Regions from separate parts of the Mus musculus genome. Here all the other regions are linked to region 2. Evidence: chromatin contacts called from public promoter capture Hi-C data. All regions are on one chromosome and are shown on one strand. The core of a region is the stretch at or near the end of the contact, and the rest is flanking DNA. Distances in the headings are between cores, read along the strand shown.

Region 1 (4,807 bases), core at 663-3,162, 130 kb after region 2:
CACAAACTTGTATGTGGAGATGGCTAAATGGGAAACATTAAAGATTTGAGTGTAAAATCACTAATCCATAAAAAAATTCACATGAGGGGCTGTCGAGATGGCTCAGTGGTTAAGAGCGCCGACTGCTCTTCTGAAGGTCCCTAGTTCAAATCCCAGCAACCACATGGTGGCTCACAACCATCTGTAACGAAATCTGATGCCCTCTTCTGGAGTGTCTGAAGACAGCTACAGTGTACTTACATATAATAAATAAATAAATCTAAAAAAAAAAAAAAATTCACATGAACATTCTATCAGCCTAAGGCAAGCGAGCTACAAATGGGTGTGACAGAGTTACTCAAAAGGTTGGATAGGGAAACAAAAATGTTGGATAGGGAGGCTGGAGAGATGGCTCAGCAGTTAAGAGCACTGACTGCTCTTGCAGAGGTCCTGAGTTCAACTCCCAGCAACCACATGGTGGCTTATGACCATCTGTAATAGGAATCCGTGTCCGAAGACAGCTACAGTATACTCATATACATTAATTAAATAAATAAATCTTTTTCAAAAAATAAGAGGTTGGGATAGGATTGATGGAGCAGCCTTTGTGAGTCTCCAGAAGAGCTCTTCCCATCTCAGCCTCCCAAGTCCAGTGGCAAACTAAAAGGAACCACAACATGTGGCCCCACACTCTTCAAAGTTTCATATCTGAAACTGGAAACTATAATCCAGAATAGGGCAGAAGAGAGAGAGGCAAGGTCTCCTCACAGCTCACGAGAGAGACTGTTTTGAGCACTCACAGGGAAGAGCTTCGACCCTGGGTCCCTGGAAGGTTTAATGGCAAACACGCTCTATATCCAGGCAGAACTGGAATGCATCACCACCAGACTGTGGGACCAGGTTAAGGACTTGCTAGGCAGTCATCTCCCCCATTCCCTGAGGCAGAGGGTCAAAGAGCATCTCTGGTTGGAGGCCTGAAGCACTCAGTCCTCTCACTACACCAGTTACCCAGGACAGCATCTGGAACACCTCACCTCATAGTCTTTCCTTGGAAGAATCTCATCCTCTTCTTCCTGTGTCTCCCCAAGGATGGTCTAGAAAAACAGATTCACAGAATGGAGATCTTTTAATGGGTTAAGGGTACAAGGAGGGTAGTATTATTAAAATCGAAATTAGCTAGAGCCATCTTCAAAGAGGAACAATGTTTCAAAACCATGAGCTCTACATTTCTATTGATCGGCGAATTCTTTAAATCGTAATGCTCACCTTCAGGACACCTGAAAGATGTCTGATGGCAGCTTCGTTGGAGGAGAAAATTCGTGTTTCATTTGACAATAGACTGACTACGGAATCGGGGGGAATGAATCAATTCTGAGAACACAACTCAAGTTTTCCCAGCTTGCTTTGCACGGGGAAGCTGGATCACCAGTGACCCAGAAAGAGTGAAGGGTAGAGAATAAGAACAGGCCAGAGAAACTACACCAACGGCATGGGCGTCACGTCCCGCGCAAGGGCTCATTCTACAATGCTTGCTTCGTTCAAAACTCAAAGAGAATATGGACGGCATTAATTCAAGCTGGCCGAGGCCCTCCCTCGGAGTCCAGAGAGAGGTTATAGAACAGAACTCTGGCTGGGGCACGCGGAGGTAAGCTGGATGCTTCCCGAGCCCAGGCAGCGGTCTCCGGGCCCCACCCGCTGCCACCTGCAGGCGCGGTCCGGCGCGGCCCCACCCCCGGCAACGCCTCTTGTCATCCTGTCATCCCTCCGTAGCCACCCCTTCCCCAGCCAGGCAGCCGCTCACCAGCTCCTCGGGGGTGCGGCTCTCCCGTTCACCGCAGCAGCAACACCACCGGCAGCAGCAGCACACGGACCCCCTGCACCCCGCCATCTTCCTCCTTTGCTGCCGCTCCGGACCACCTAGGCCAACCCCCCTCCCACCCAGGATCCGCGCCTCACGTGACTGGCCCCGGGAGGGTCACGTGGCCCTCTCGAGCTCTGGGTCCGGAGACAGGGAGTGGCTGCAGACGGGTGGGGCGAGGGCTCGCGTCACATGACGCAGTACTTGGCTGGCTTCCCCTGAGACCTCTGGGCGCGGCCATGTTGGGGCGGGACTTCCGGCCGTCGTCTCGTCTCGTAGATGTGGCTTCCGCCTGCCGCTCGTCCTGTTTCCCTTAGCAACCGACAGCTCCGCCCCGCCTTCTTCGCCAGCCCTAGGGAGGTGGCACCCTCGCCGCCACCGATCTGACGCAAGAGGTAACGCAAAAGGCTTGGGACGCTGCGGATAGATTCGCAGAGTCGGGAACACACCACCGCAAGCTAGACCTGTGGGCAGGCGGTTAGGTGCTGGCCGGCCCTTTGCACGTGAAGGCTCCTTAGGGCCTATGAATACTCATGGAGGCTGTCACCCCAGCCCCACTACCTGCAGGAAGGTATCTCAAAGTTAAAGGAATCCTGGATCTGGGGCAGTGATCCAGACCCTGCAGCCTTCTGGGACCCGCATCCCCGCCACGGCCTGTGACCCATTGACCAGGTGACCCGATTACCATCCCTCAGGCCATGGTGGCTGCCTGCCATAGTGTCTGTCTGTCTAGCTCTCTCGCTCGCTCTCTGGGATTTTGTTTGGTTTGGTTTGGTTTTCGCGACAGATTCTCTGTGTAGCCCTAGCTGTTCTGAAACTCTCTGTAGATCAGGCCTCGAACTCCGAGATCCATTGCCTCCTGCGAGCTGAGATTAAATATGTGCGTTGTCATGCCTGGTTGCCATAGTCTCTTAAACCCATCTCCCTGACAGCATCTGGAAAGGAAGAGTGGACCGACCATTAGTTTCAACGCCCAGGTGTCCATAGCATCCTGCAGTTCACATGCATCTATCACAACTCTTCCGGGAGTGGTGGGCTCAGTGTTTGTCAGTCTTATTTAAATGATCAGTAGGTGGCAGCGAGGCATTTTGAGATTGGTGTGGAGGTCTTGGCAGTTTTGAGCCCAGTGAGTACTGCCTGTTTTACTACTCTGCCAGGCACTGGCGATGCCACGCCTGAGACTGGTCTTTCTGGTCCAGTCACAGGCAGGGGACTGGACAGTAGAAGGGTAAACAAATTTGTCGGTTCACAGGCTCATCCTTGTGTGATTTGGGAGCTCAACTAATAATGGATAGGGGGTGGGAACTGTTAGAAATGCTTAAACCGAGCCGGGTGTGATGGCGCACGCCTTTAATCCCAACACTCAGGAGGCAGAGGCAGGCGGATTTCTGAGTTTGAGGCCAGCCTGGTCTACAAAGTGAGTTCCAAGACATCCAGGGCTCTACAGAAAAACCCTGTCTCGAAAAACCAGAAAAAAAAACAAAAATGCTTAAACCTTGGAGCGGTTTGCTGTGCCTGAGTCAGCTCCTCCGGTTTTGTTCCAGCAGTGAAAACGAGGCATTTCCCTTGGGTGGAGGAGGAAGGCCTTTGAAGGCCTTTCTCACTCTCCATGAGAACCTGGCAGTTTTAGGTCAGAACAGAAGTGGGACAGATAGATTGGGAGTAACACTGGCACTAAGTCTGGAGTCCAGGAGGGGAAAGAGCAATGGATTTCTTCCGATTCTTGAAGCTGAGACCCAAAATGGTACACTGACTTAAGAGGTGGAAGTTTCTGGAAAGAAACAAACCTGACCTGGTTTCTCTGTTGCTCCACGTCACCACACAGATAGCCACTACTGTGCTGGCCCACTGCTGTGCAGTGGTAGTGTTTGCTTCTTTTCCAGACTAGACTGCAGTATGGCCCTGTGCCCTGTTGGAAGGGCGTATGTGGTAGACTGTGGTCACTGATCCTTTTGACTTAATTGGCGTGTTTAGGGAGAGCTGCTACCAGGGCAGGCACAGATGGAACAACCTTTGTTCAGAGTTGGACATAAATCCATCCCTACCCTCGGTGACTTCAGTCCACCTGCCTCTGCAGCCCAGCCCGTGGCAAGTTCTAGCTCACAACACAACAGTCTTTTTGAAGTAGTGTGATCTCAGGAGATCTGGCTGCTTGGCCATGCTGCAGAAAGCCTATATAACACGTTCCAGGCGAAGCCAGCCACAGTGAGCTGTTCTTTCTTTGGTGGGGGAAATCTAGTGATCCTGAATGGCTAATAGCTAATCTCTAACCCCTGCCTGCCCACTCCTCCCCTCCCCCACTCATCTTCCTCCTTTGACTTGCGCCTGAGCCTTCTCCAGCCGGGAAACCTTACTCCCGCCCCTTTGCGTGGCCCCAGCTTCAGCTCGGGGCTCTTTGTCACAGCTCCGCCCAGTTGGGCACACCCTCCAGGAAAGGTTCCTTCCCCACTCACTCTGGGTCTGAGCAGATCGGGATGAACCATCAAAAAGCCAAGGTCCTCCCAGCTGGGCACTGTTATCCATCCCTGGGGATGTGGGCCTCAGAGGCTGGCTGCGTGAGGCTTTCTGTGCCACCCTCTATCAGGTAGCTGTCGCCTACGATCCGATCTGTGAGCTGAAGGACCCAAGAGCCGCTCAGTGGGAGGTGGTCATACAAAGAGGCAGACGACAGCAGGGGCGTGGGGGGGAGGGCAAAGCTCTTGGAGCCTCTGGGTAGGAGCTGCAAGACTCTCACCCGTGCTGACTGATGAAGCAGTGACTGCCACCGGAGCCGCCTGCTCAGGTGTTGGGTGTGCATGGGGTTTGGCTACCAGCCCTCTAATACCCCCGGCCCCCACCCTCTACAGCAGGAATCCAGCCATGGTGAACGAGGCCAGAGGAAGTGGCAGTCCCAACCCGCGATCTGAGGGCAGCAGCAGTGGCAGCGAGAGTTCCAAGGACAGTTCAAGATGTTCCACCCCCAGCCTGGAC
Region 2 (4,310 bases), core at 95-2,594:
TGTTAAAGCCAAACTAACTCATCCCTGAGGGAAGCTTACTCATTGCGGTGTTGAGGAAGCAGGTGAGGAAGTGTGTGTGTGGAGGGGGAGGAGACAATAACAATGACAATGAGACAAACACATTAGCCGTGTGCTAATATATTAAGCCATGTGCTAATGCAAGGCACCAAAGAGGTCCTCGCTAAGACACAGCCAGAGAGAGAAGGGAGCTGAATCAGGCCAAGGCCTGGCCTTCAGGACTGGGGAACTGCCAACTAGAAGTGGAAGGGGAGTGGAGAGGAGAGGAAGAAAAATAGACCTGACAAAGGCCAGAGTATCCCTGCTACTGTAAAGTCTCTCCTTCCATTCTCAAGTCTATGGAGCAAACTTGGTCTCTACAGTACTAGGAAGATGTATAGAGCCAAGCAGCCAAGCTAGACACCAAACTACACTAGCTGTGACTCCAAAGCTCACTTGTGTTTTCCTACCTAAGACAAAAAGGGGACAATCAAGAGTCCTTTTCTGACGAAGGGAGAGATGATTGGCAAAGCTAGAAAACAGGATAGAAAAGTACTACAAGAGATGGAGGCCAGTAGTGTTGCCTTTCTCCTTCCAAACAGCTATCTTTTTCAGTATTCACTGTGGCCTTTCAATGTGTTAGGTGCTAGGGTCAGGGACGGATTAAGAATAGCTCCAACCCTCAGAGTCTTAACGGTGCAATGAAAAGGCATATAAGTAAAAAGACTTCCACCGTAAGTGGGGTACAGTGAACCGGGTGCTGAAAAAAAAAAAATGCTGGCAAAAAAAGAAAAGTACTGGATGAAAACCGGGAATGGGTCAGGGACCTTGAATGGAGATCACAGGGCTGAGACATCAGGGTGTGGGGAGCTGCGAGGAGGAGCCCACCTCCCAGCCTTCAGTCCGGTGGCCCGCCCCCTCCTCAGAGCCGAGCAGGGCTTGACGGCGAGGCCGCAGCAGGGGAAACGCCCGTGTGACCCGAGCCTGAGCCCGAGGCCCAGAGGCCCCAGAGGCCCAGCGTCCTAAGCCGGGTGGCTCAGGACTCTCCCGGCCCGGGCCTGCCGGTTCCACCACCCCGGCGCGCTCGCCCTCTCACCTTCACCTTCCCGGCCTCGCGGCGGCCATCACACCCAACACGTCACTAGCCGGCGCCACACCGAGAGAAGCGGGAGGGGAGGGGGCTGCGCTCGTCACTCGCCCCGCTGCAGCCCGGACGAGCCGATGGCCTCTGAACGCTGTCACCTCAACCTTACCACTCCTATACCACAGTGTCTAGGAACTCCGCGCTCCAAAAGGAGCCCCCGCGTGCCTGGTAACCGTCCCGTGTCTCGTGCAGATGACGTAAGCTGTAGGGTGGGGCTCCCAGCGCGTCATGGGAGTTGTAGTTTGGATCAGCGTCCGTCAGGGTGGGGTAGGGCGGAGCCTCGAGCTGTCAAGCAGGGGTTGGAGGGGTGGGAGAACGGGACGGGGGTTGGGGGAGGGGAGAGGGTGGACGGCGGGGAGGGGAGCGGGCAGGACACGACAAGGGTACCGATTAGAGGTTTGCGTGCGCCTTTTTTGTTGTTGCGCCTTTTTTGTTGTTGCTGCTCCAGAATTTGACCCTGTATAACACCTGTCAGTTTTGAAATCCAGACTCGCATTTCATAATCCGAGTGTCTTCAAAGGGAACAAACAGACCGTTAGGGTGAAGTAATTGTCCTTCAGTTGCCTTTGAGGCAACTAAACAGCAGCCACAACGCATCAGGCAGCTACTAGGTGACAGTCATTGCACTGGCTATCTAACATGCAGTTTTTAATTTTCACTCAGTCCCAGGACATTCAGGACATGATTATCCAACCTCACATGCCATTCACTGGCCCCTCATTTTGTTCCAAGAACTGGGATACTGCATTGGACCCCAAGCTGGGAGGGCTCCAAGCCTGGGCTCTGTAGTAACACCCACCAGCCACTTGTAGCTACTGAGACCCTGAAATGCAGCTGCTACAAACTGAGAAATGCCCCAATGTTTAATATAAAAAGAAATGCAAACTACCTTATTAGTAATTTTATATTGATGTGTTGTTATAGCTTTGGATAAACTGGGCTAAATGAAATACATTATCTTAATTAAATCGCCCCCCCCACCCCGTTTCTTCTTACTTCTAAAAGTAGAGCTAATAGTGGCGGTCACAAAAAAGGCTCAGTAGGTATAAATGGCTGCTACCAAGCCTGACAGCTTGAGTTCCATCTCCAGGAACCCACACGGTGGAAGGAAAGAACCTGCTCATAAAATGTTGTCCTCTAACCTCCGTACAAGAGCCAGGGCACGTGTACATCAACCACACACGATAAATGAATATGGTTGGGGCCTAGAGAGATGGCTTTTACAGAGGACCCAACACCTACATGTTAGCTCACATCGGTAACTACAATTCAGGGGATCCAGTGTCCTCTCTGTCTTCCAGGGGGAACCAGGCACACTTCTGATACACTTCCATACATGCAGGCAGCATCCCATACACATTAAATAAAAACAACAAGCCAAGTATTTAAAAGCAGATAATATGGCTAGCTGAATATTTTAACTGTGTCTGTGGCCCATGCGACCTTGCTTTTGTTTGTTTGGGGGCAGGCTTCCCACTATGTAGCCCAAACCAGCCTTGAATTGATGATCTTTTTACTCTGCCTCCCAAGGGCTAGGACTGTAGTCATCTCACTGACACACCTAGCTGCCATGTTATGCTTTCTACCGATTGGCACTGCCCTATAGCCAGGGTACAGTCATGCCACAAACAGCCTCAGAGGTAAATCAGCACGCCGGTTACGAGTCTCCAGAGAGGTGAGTCATGGGAGCTGGCCTGTAGTCACTGCCCATAGGGCAGCTTCTTGTCTGGAACATCTGACTCTGAACTGGAGAGACACACCCAGCACTTGCCTTGGGGTATAGTGTGCGCTAAGTATCTCCTCCTCCATCATCTCCAGCCTCCCCAGGGAATTCTTTGAGTACAAAACTGAAGACTGTTTCCTTTCCCTTTGGCAGAATCTTACTCAAGCCAGAGGCTTGGAGGAGCTTTCCCAAACTCTCTCCTGTCCATTCTGCCTCTGCTGTAGCCTCCCTGAAAGCTTTGGCCTAGGCTCCCATCCCAACCTGGACAGAAGAGGGAACTTCTGAGCCCATTCCCAGGCTTCTAATCTTACATTCCACTTGGGCTTGCCTAAACCAGAACTCCAAACTGTGAGGCTCTTCCTTTAACCCCTCAATGGCAAGGTTCCTCCAGTACTGCAGACTGCCACTAGAAATGGGTCTAGCGAGTACTGGGGTTCAACTGCAGGGGGCTTTTCTTATGTCAGTTATTCCTGTTTTGATCGACTTTTCCACTGTGTATATGAATTGCACATACCAGAAAATGGTCACTATTAGAAACAACCCTGGACAGGACATGACGGTTCATGTCAGTCATCCCAGTACTCAGGGGTTGAGGCAGGAGGATCACAGGTGAGAGGCCAGCCTGGATTACACAGGAAACTTTGCCACAAATGAACAAAACTCAAGAATCCTCTACAAGGCATACATTGTTTTTAATTTTTATTATTAGTGTGTGCGTGCACACTCGCGAATGATGTATGTAGGGGGTACATGTGTGGAGTCAGTTCTTTCTACCCTTTACATGGCAGTTCTGGGAATCAAACTCAGGGCATCAGGTTTGTTCAGGTGACTGCCGGATGAGCCGACTCACCAGCCTCAATGTACACAATTCCTGAATGACTGGTTGTTTCCAACTGGAGTACTAACTCCTTTCACCTACTTCTATGGTCTGAATGTGTTTGATATCTGTGCTGGTCAGTTTTGGGGTTGTTTGTCTACTTGACACAAGATAGACTCATCTGAATAGGGTAAATCTGTAGAGAAAATACCTCCATAAGATCGGTCTGTAGGCAAGCTTGTGAAGTGTTTTCTTGAATGGTGAATTGATGTGGAAGGACCCAGTTGACTGTAGGCACTACTGTGGTCAGGCAGGTGGCCCTAGGTTGTATAAGAAAGCAGGATGACAAACCAGGCATGGTTGCTCATGCCTTTAATCCAAGCACTCAGGAGGCAGAGGCAGGTGGATCTCTTCTGATTTCAAGGTCACATCCTGGTTTACAGAGTGAGTTCCAAGACAGACAGGGCTGTTACACAAAGAAAACTTGTCTCCAAAAAAATAAGATTAAAAAATGTGTGTGTGCCAGGTGGTGGTGGTGCACGCACTCGGGAGGCAGAGGCAGGCAGATTTCTGAGTTCGAGGCCAGCCTGGTCTACAAAATGAGTTCCAGGACAGCCAGGGCTACACAG
Region 3 (4,860 bases), core at 1,257-3,756, 150 kb after region 2:
GCCCAGCGCCTCTATTTCTTTTTACAAAGATCACAGCAGGCAACTAGGAGAGTGGCAAGGACCACGGGACCGCATGGGGACCCTTGTGGCCCAGGTAGAAAGCCGGGCTGCTACTGTAGGTCTAGATAAGAAGCCGCAGAAAAGCCTAATAACCCCAGCACTAGGTCAGCCAATTGCTGGACGATCTGAGTTCAAGGCCAGCCTGGGTTATAAGCAAGTCCTTGTGTGTGTGTGTGTGTGTGTGTATGTGTGTGTGTGTGTGTGTGTGTGTGTGTGTGTGTGTGTGTGTGTGTGAGTGCAAGGCAGAATAGAAGTTCAGTCAGGATGCCTCTAGGCTCTGATTTAAGCAGAGGGTGATGGGTTTTGGCAGACCAGGAGGGCTTATGAGCAGTGGGAGGTTTCGGTCACCCTCCTCAGCCCTGCCTCTGTTCTCAGGGAGAGAACATCACTAATGCCCCTGAGCTGCAGCCCAATGCCGTGACGTGGGGCATCTTCCCGGGTCGAGAGATCATCCAGCCTACTGTGGTGGACCCCATCAGCTTCATGTTCTGGAAGGTAAGGGAGTGGGAGGGAGTGGAGGACCCTGGCTACCGTGAGAGCCCTGGCCAGACAATAGTCCCAAACACGTAGCCGAAAACCATACCCCAGGCAGGGTAGACTTGGCCCTGAAGGCCGTATGTTAGCACATGGTGTTTATTTCTGGGCTAGCTTGGAGTGGCTCTGTCTTGCTGTTACCTGGGTGGCCTGCAGGGAGACAGCAGGGGCCCAGACCTGGAGGTACCAGCCGTGCTGACCCTGCTCGTGTGTCTCTGTCCACACGTAGGATGAGGCCTTTGCCCTGTGGATCGAGCAGTGGGGCAAGCTATACGAGGAGGAGTCGCCATCCCGCATGATCATCCAATACATCCATGACAACTATTTCCTGGTCAACCTGGTGGACAACGAGTTCCCGCTGGACAGCTGCCTGTGGCAGGTGGTGGAGGACACGTTTGAGCTGCTCAACAGGCATCCCACGGAGAGAGAGACACAGGCTCCATGAGCCTGCATCTCTCAACAGGCACACCATGGAGAGAGAGACACAGGCTCTGTGAGCCTGCATCCCTCAACAGGCACACCACGGAGAGAGAGACACAGGCTCCGTGAGCCTGCATCCCGGTATCTTCCTCACCTGGAGCCCCTCTCCCTCATCTCTCTACACAGGATAATGGCAGCTAGACTAGCAGGAAGCGTCCCGGCTCTGGCTGGACCTAAGATGCCCCGTCGAGGAGGCTGATGCTCTCTGCTCAAGCCCAGAGCCCGTGTTCTTGCTGTGGCAAGCGCCTCCATCCTCAGGGGGAGGAGACCAGAGATTGCCCAGCCACTGCACCAAGGCAGCCTCTAGGAGGTGAACTTTGACCTGGGGTCTGTGTGAGACAGACAGTAGGCACTGTGAAATACTGAAGGAGGTAGGAAGAGATGTGCAAATGAGGGTACAGAAACCTCCTCCCTGCTCAGCGGACTACACACCAGGTCCCCAAGAGAGGCCTGGCTGGTAACACAAGCCTTTCTTGCCATCTTAGGCCAAAGAGTGCAGGAGTTCTGCCTCTGCAGAAGGTTGGTTGTGTCTGTTCTGTGGCTGGGAAGAAAGTGCCCCTTCAGGGTTAAAAGCGTTCTGTCCTCAATGGAGGCTTGCTCTTGGCCTTGTTTTCTGTCCTCTTAGCGAGATTTACCTGGGCAGGGCCCAGCTCTTCCCGTGGCTGTATGAAGCCTGCTCCCTTGCTTCTGAGCAGACTCCTGCCAGCTGCACCGTCTTCTCTGTTGGGCCTAGACTAGGGGCTGTCCCTGGCACTCCTCCCCAGTCAGCCCTCAGGCCTGGCTGCCTGGGGCAGTGACTGGCAGGCACAGATGACTGCTCCCAGCCTGCTGGTCTTGTTTGAGTCAGGGAATGGGAGAAAGCGGTCCGTAGAGCAACTTAGGGAGAGCAGGGGGTTCCTGCCCTCGTCTCCCAGGCCTGGGTGACTGCAGTGGAGAGCAGCCTTGGAGAGAATGAGCAGAAGCAGCCAGGAGGAGGAGGTCCTTTTATTGTCCCAGAGCTCCAGGCGCTGGCCCCTCCAACTGTGGGCCTGTTCCCTCCCTCGGAAGGCTGGGCTTGGTTCTCTTATTTCTCAGGAATATTTCATAGCTGCTGCTGGCCCCTACTCACCCCATGCCTGCTACACCTGAGCCACTGTAAACTGTTTCCAGGAGCACAGGCTGCTGCTAGTTCTTCTCATGGGCTCTTGGCTACCAAACGCTGGTGCCACTTTTCAAAGGCTTGGAGGCAGGGCAGGAAGTACTGCTTGTCTCAGGCTCCCTCCAGGGTCTGTACTGGGCCTGTCAGACTTGACACCTAAGCCATGTTCTGTGTGTCTCAACCAGAGGCCCTTTCCTTTGCCCTGGCAGCCAGCCCACCCTGTCTCTGCCCAAATATCTAGGCTCAGAATAGACTGGACTTGTGACCCGGGAAGCTATGCCCCGTGACCTGCAAACAAGACATCTGTTCTGGACGCAGGCCCTGCAAGGACCAGCATGGGGAGCCACTGCCACAAACAGACTGGTTCTCTGAGTGAGTGAAACTGATACTTGGCTGGGCTTGAGGCCCCTAGTCAAGGGCTCTAATGTCCAGGCTGTGTGCTCTGTAACCAATGGCCAATTCAACTGAATGAGGATAGCGCAGGGTGGTGAGCAGGGACACCCTCCCCTCTCCCTGGCTCAGCCTGGAGGTGGCACTGGTCTTGGAGGGCTGGCTGGGTGAACCAAGGTAAAGTCACCTGGAAAAGGACCCGGCTCTCTTCTCTCTGGTGTAGCTGTTGAGCCACCCGGAGCTGAAGGACCTTTTTCTGCCATGTCCTCCACGCCTGTTCCAGGTGCCATTGTCTGAGCTACAGAGAGAGTTGATAGAAAAGATCCTCTGCCATCCTGTCAGCCCTGGCCCTTCTGCTGCCACCCCAGGGTGAAGGAGATGTGACAAGGGGCCATCACCTAAGAAATGTTAATAAGTGATCACACCTGAGCCCATCCCTAAGGCTTTGGGCATGAGGTGCAATTAGTAGTTAGTGCCTCCAGCTAGCCAAGGGATACATAGGATGAGTGGGGAGTTGTTCCCAGGGCCTCTGCTTGGTACAGAGGAGCTGAGCCTCCCTACCAGAGCCCAAGACAGCTGCTCCACCCAGTGAACATCTACCCAGCGCTGCCATGCCCTTGCCAGGCTCCAGGCCTGCTGGGAAACCTGACTATGCCAACACTATAGGTACCTGTCCCTGCAGGCCAAGAACATCTAACCTCTTCAACAGCAAAGAACAAGAGGCCCAGGCTCGGCCATTCTGCCAGAGTTGAAAAATCCCTTGCCTGAAGGGACTGACCACCCCTCCCATGCACAGCTGGTCCACCTTTGAGGAGCCTGGCCTTGGCCCTTCAGGGCCCTAGTCTCAGAGCTGCAGGGCTCACCTATTCCTGTAGGGGGCCAGTGGAGGGCCCGTGCAGGCAGTGGCAGCCAGAACTCGAGGGCTGGGCAGAGGGGTCTCTCTGTGACACCTGAAAAGGAGACTTGGGTCAGGAGAGGATGATGCCTTGATTTAAAAGAACAGAAGCCCCACCCACCTACCCCTCAAGTCTCCAGGCTGTGGGCTGGCCCAAGGCGCTAATGGGAAAAGAAGGGAATTCTTCAAGTAGCTGGGACACTCAAGAAGAGATGGACAGGGGCATTGTTTCAAAGGGTGTGGCCTGAGGACTGAGACTCAAAGCCCAGGTTGTGGTCCTCTGTGCCTCTTCCATGTGGCCGTGCCAGGCTGAGCAGCACATTCTCTACAGCAGGTGGCCAGCAGCTGTGAGTCTGAAGGAAGAGCAGGGGGACAAGGACCAACTGCAATGGGCTTGACCCTGCTGACCACAAGGGGGTCCTGCCTGCCTCCTGCCAGAGCAGGCTCCCACCTGCGTGCATAATGGGGCGCTTCACCTGACACTCAGGAGTCCCAAGACCCCCAGATGAGGCAAGCCACCCGTAGTGGCACAGCTCCCTCTGACCATCCTCCCCGTTGGCTGAAAACATCTAAGCAGAGGCTGGCTCAGTACTGCGGTGGAGCTCAGGCCAGCCCTGAGATTGACATTATGCTCCTGAATTAAGCTTTAGATGTTGCCGAAGCCTTGCCTCTCACATGTGGCCTGACTCCAAGGTCTGGGCTCCCAACTAATGCAGCATACACAGGGGATTCACAGCACCACAGAATGGCTCGCCACCTGCACGTGTTGCCAGGGGAAGGCTACCTGGGCATGCATGAACCTGTGGTAAAGAGCAGGACCCTGGGTACCATTCTCAGTGTCTGCGTGTTTCTAGAAACCTCAGTTTATCAGCATATCAGCCCTGCCTTCACTAACAAGAAGAGAATGAAAGTACATATACTTTTAAAAGGTTCTAGTGTACTGGTGAAATTTCACGACGCTGAGGCAAGAGGGCGAGAGGCTGCCTCATGAGCTTGAAGCCACCTGGACTGTATAAGCTGGGTCTACAAAGCCTGTAACATCAACAAGCCCAACAGCATGAGGCCCATGGTGTGCCAGCACCCTGAGCCCGTACGAGGATTCTGAAACCCAGCAACGCTAGTCTTGCAATTCTGTTTCAAAGGCAAAGCCACTTTGATGCCTTATGTTCTTTCCAAAGTTAATTCTGTTCCTCTGGCATCTGAGCAAGAGTCTTGGTGAGGCCAGATTGTCTTTGGGAACACTGTCTAGCCTGCCAGGGACTTGGGCTGAGTCCCCTAGTTACATCTGCAGACCTCTAGGCAGTGTTGTTTCTTGCACCTGGCATTTGTGATTATCTCTCTCCTCCTGATAGGCCTTCAGCCT

Evidence for each region. Promoter capture Hi-C pulls out the DNA fragments that hold promoters and counts their contacts. Capture Hi-C pulls out chosen DNA fragments and counts their contacts.
Region 1: a contact with region 2 is called in a promoter capture Hi-C map of pancreatic islet. The contact joins the promoter of Clcn6 here to the promoter of Mfn2 in region 2. A contact is called at or near these places in 11 of 39 promoter capture datasets (the HPC-7 cell line, cranial neural crest, erythroid cells and 7 more), 19 of 484 Hi-C or Micro-C datasets (CD4 T cells, CD8 T cells, Sertoli cells and 12 more), 18 of 115 datasets of contacts at active chromatin or transcription factors (the 230-238 cell line, CD8 T cells, the NIH/3T3 cell line and 11 more) and 3 of 9 other capture datasets (adipose tissue, liver and pancreatic islet).
Region 3: a contact with region 2 is called in a promoter capture Hi-C map of liver. The contact joins the enhancer-like site here to the promoter of Mfn2 in region 2. A contact is called at or near these places in 7 of 39 promoter capture datasets (the C10 cell line, the HPC-7 cell line, cranial neural crest and 4 more), 1 of 15 datasets of contacts at CTCF or cohesin (pro-B cells), 1 of 484 Hi-C or Micro-C datasets (embryonic stem cells), 5 of 115 datasets of contacts at active chromatin or transcription factors (the 230-238 cell line, bone marrow-derived macrophages and embryonic stem cells) and 3 of 9 other capture datasets (adipose tissue, liver and pancreatic islet).

Annotation. Positions count from the first base shown.
Region 1 is chr4:148,036,901-148,041,707 of GRCm38.p6, forward strand. Clcn6 (chloride channel, voltage-sensitive 6) reads right to left here and starts at 1,913. Exons shown (of 23, transcript NM_011929.3): 1 at 1,781-1,913; 2 at 1,014-1,073. The coding sequence starts at 1,867. It overlaps Mthfr (methylenetetrahydrofolate reductase), which reads left to right and starts at 2,177. Exons shown (of 12, transcript NM_010840.3): 1 at 2,177-2,232; 2 at 4,684-4,807. The coding sequence starts at 4,697. RefSeq lists promoters at 1,627-2,265, 2,076-2,265, 2,518-4,311, 4,038-4,311.
Region 2 is chr4:147,903,565-147,907,874 of GRCm38.p6, forward strand. It overlaps Mfn2 (mitofusin 2), which reads right to left and starts at 1,345. Exons shown (of 19, transcript NM_133201.3): 1 at 1,094-1,345.
Region 3 is chr4:148,054,550-148,059,409 of GRCm38.p6, forward strand. Mthfr (methylenetetrahydrofolate reductase) reads left to right here. Exons shown (of 12, transcript NM_010840.3): 11 at 436-555; 12 at 824-4,860. The coding sequence ends at 1,039. It overlaps Gm13201 (a long non-coding RNA gene), which reads right to left. Exons shown (of 10, transcript XR_004691353.1): 10 at 3,444-3,552. Among named protein-coding and RNA genes, the nearest start is that of Mthfr, 18 kb to the left of the region's middle. Within about 2 kb of position 2,507, at least 17 of the 459 cell types and tissues checked have an H3K27ac peak or open chromatin away from gene starts, as enhancers often do. A contact at or near this core is called in adipose tissue and liver, where this site is marked.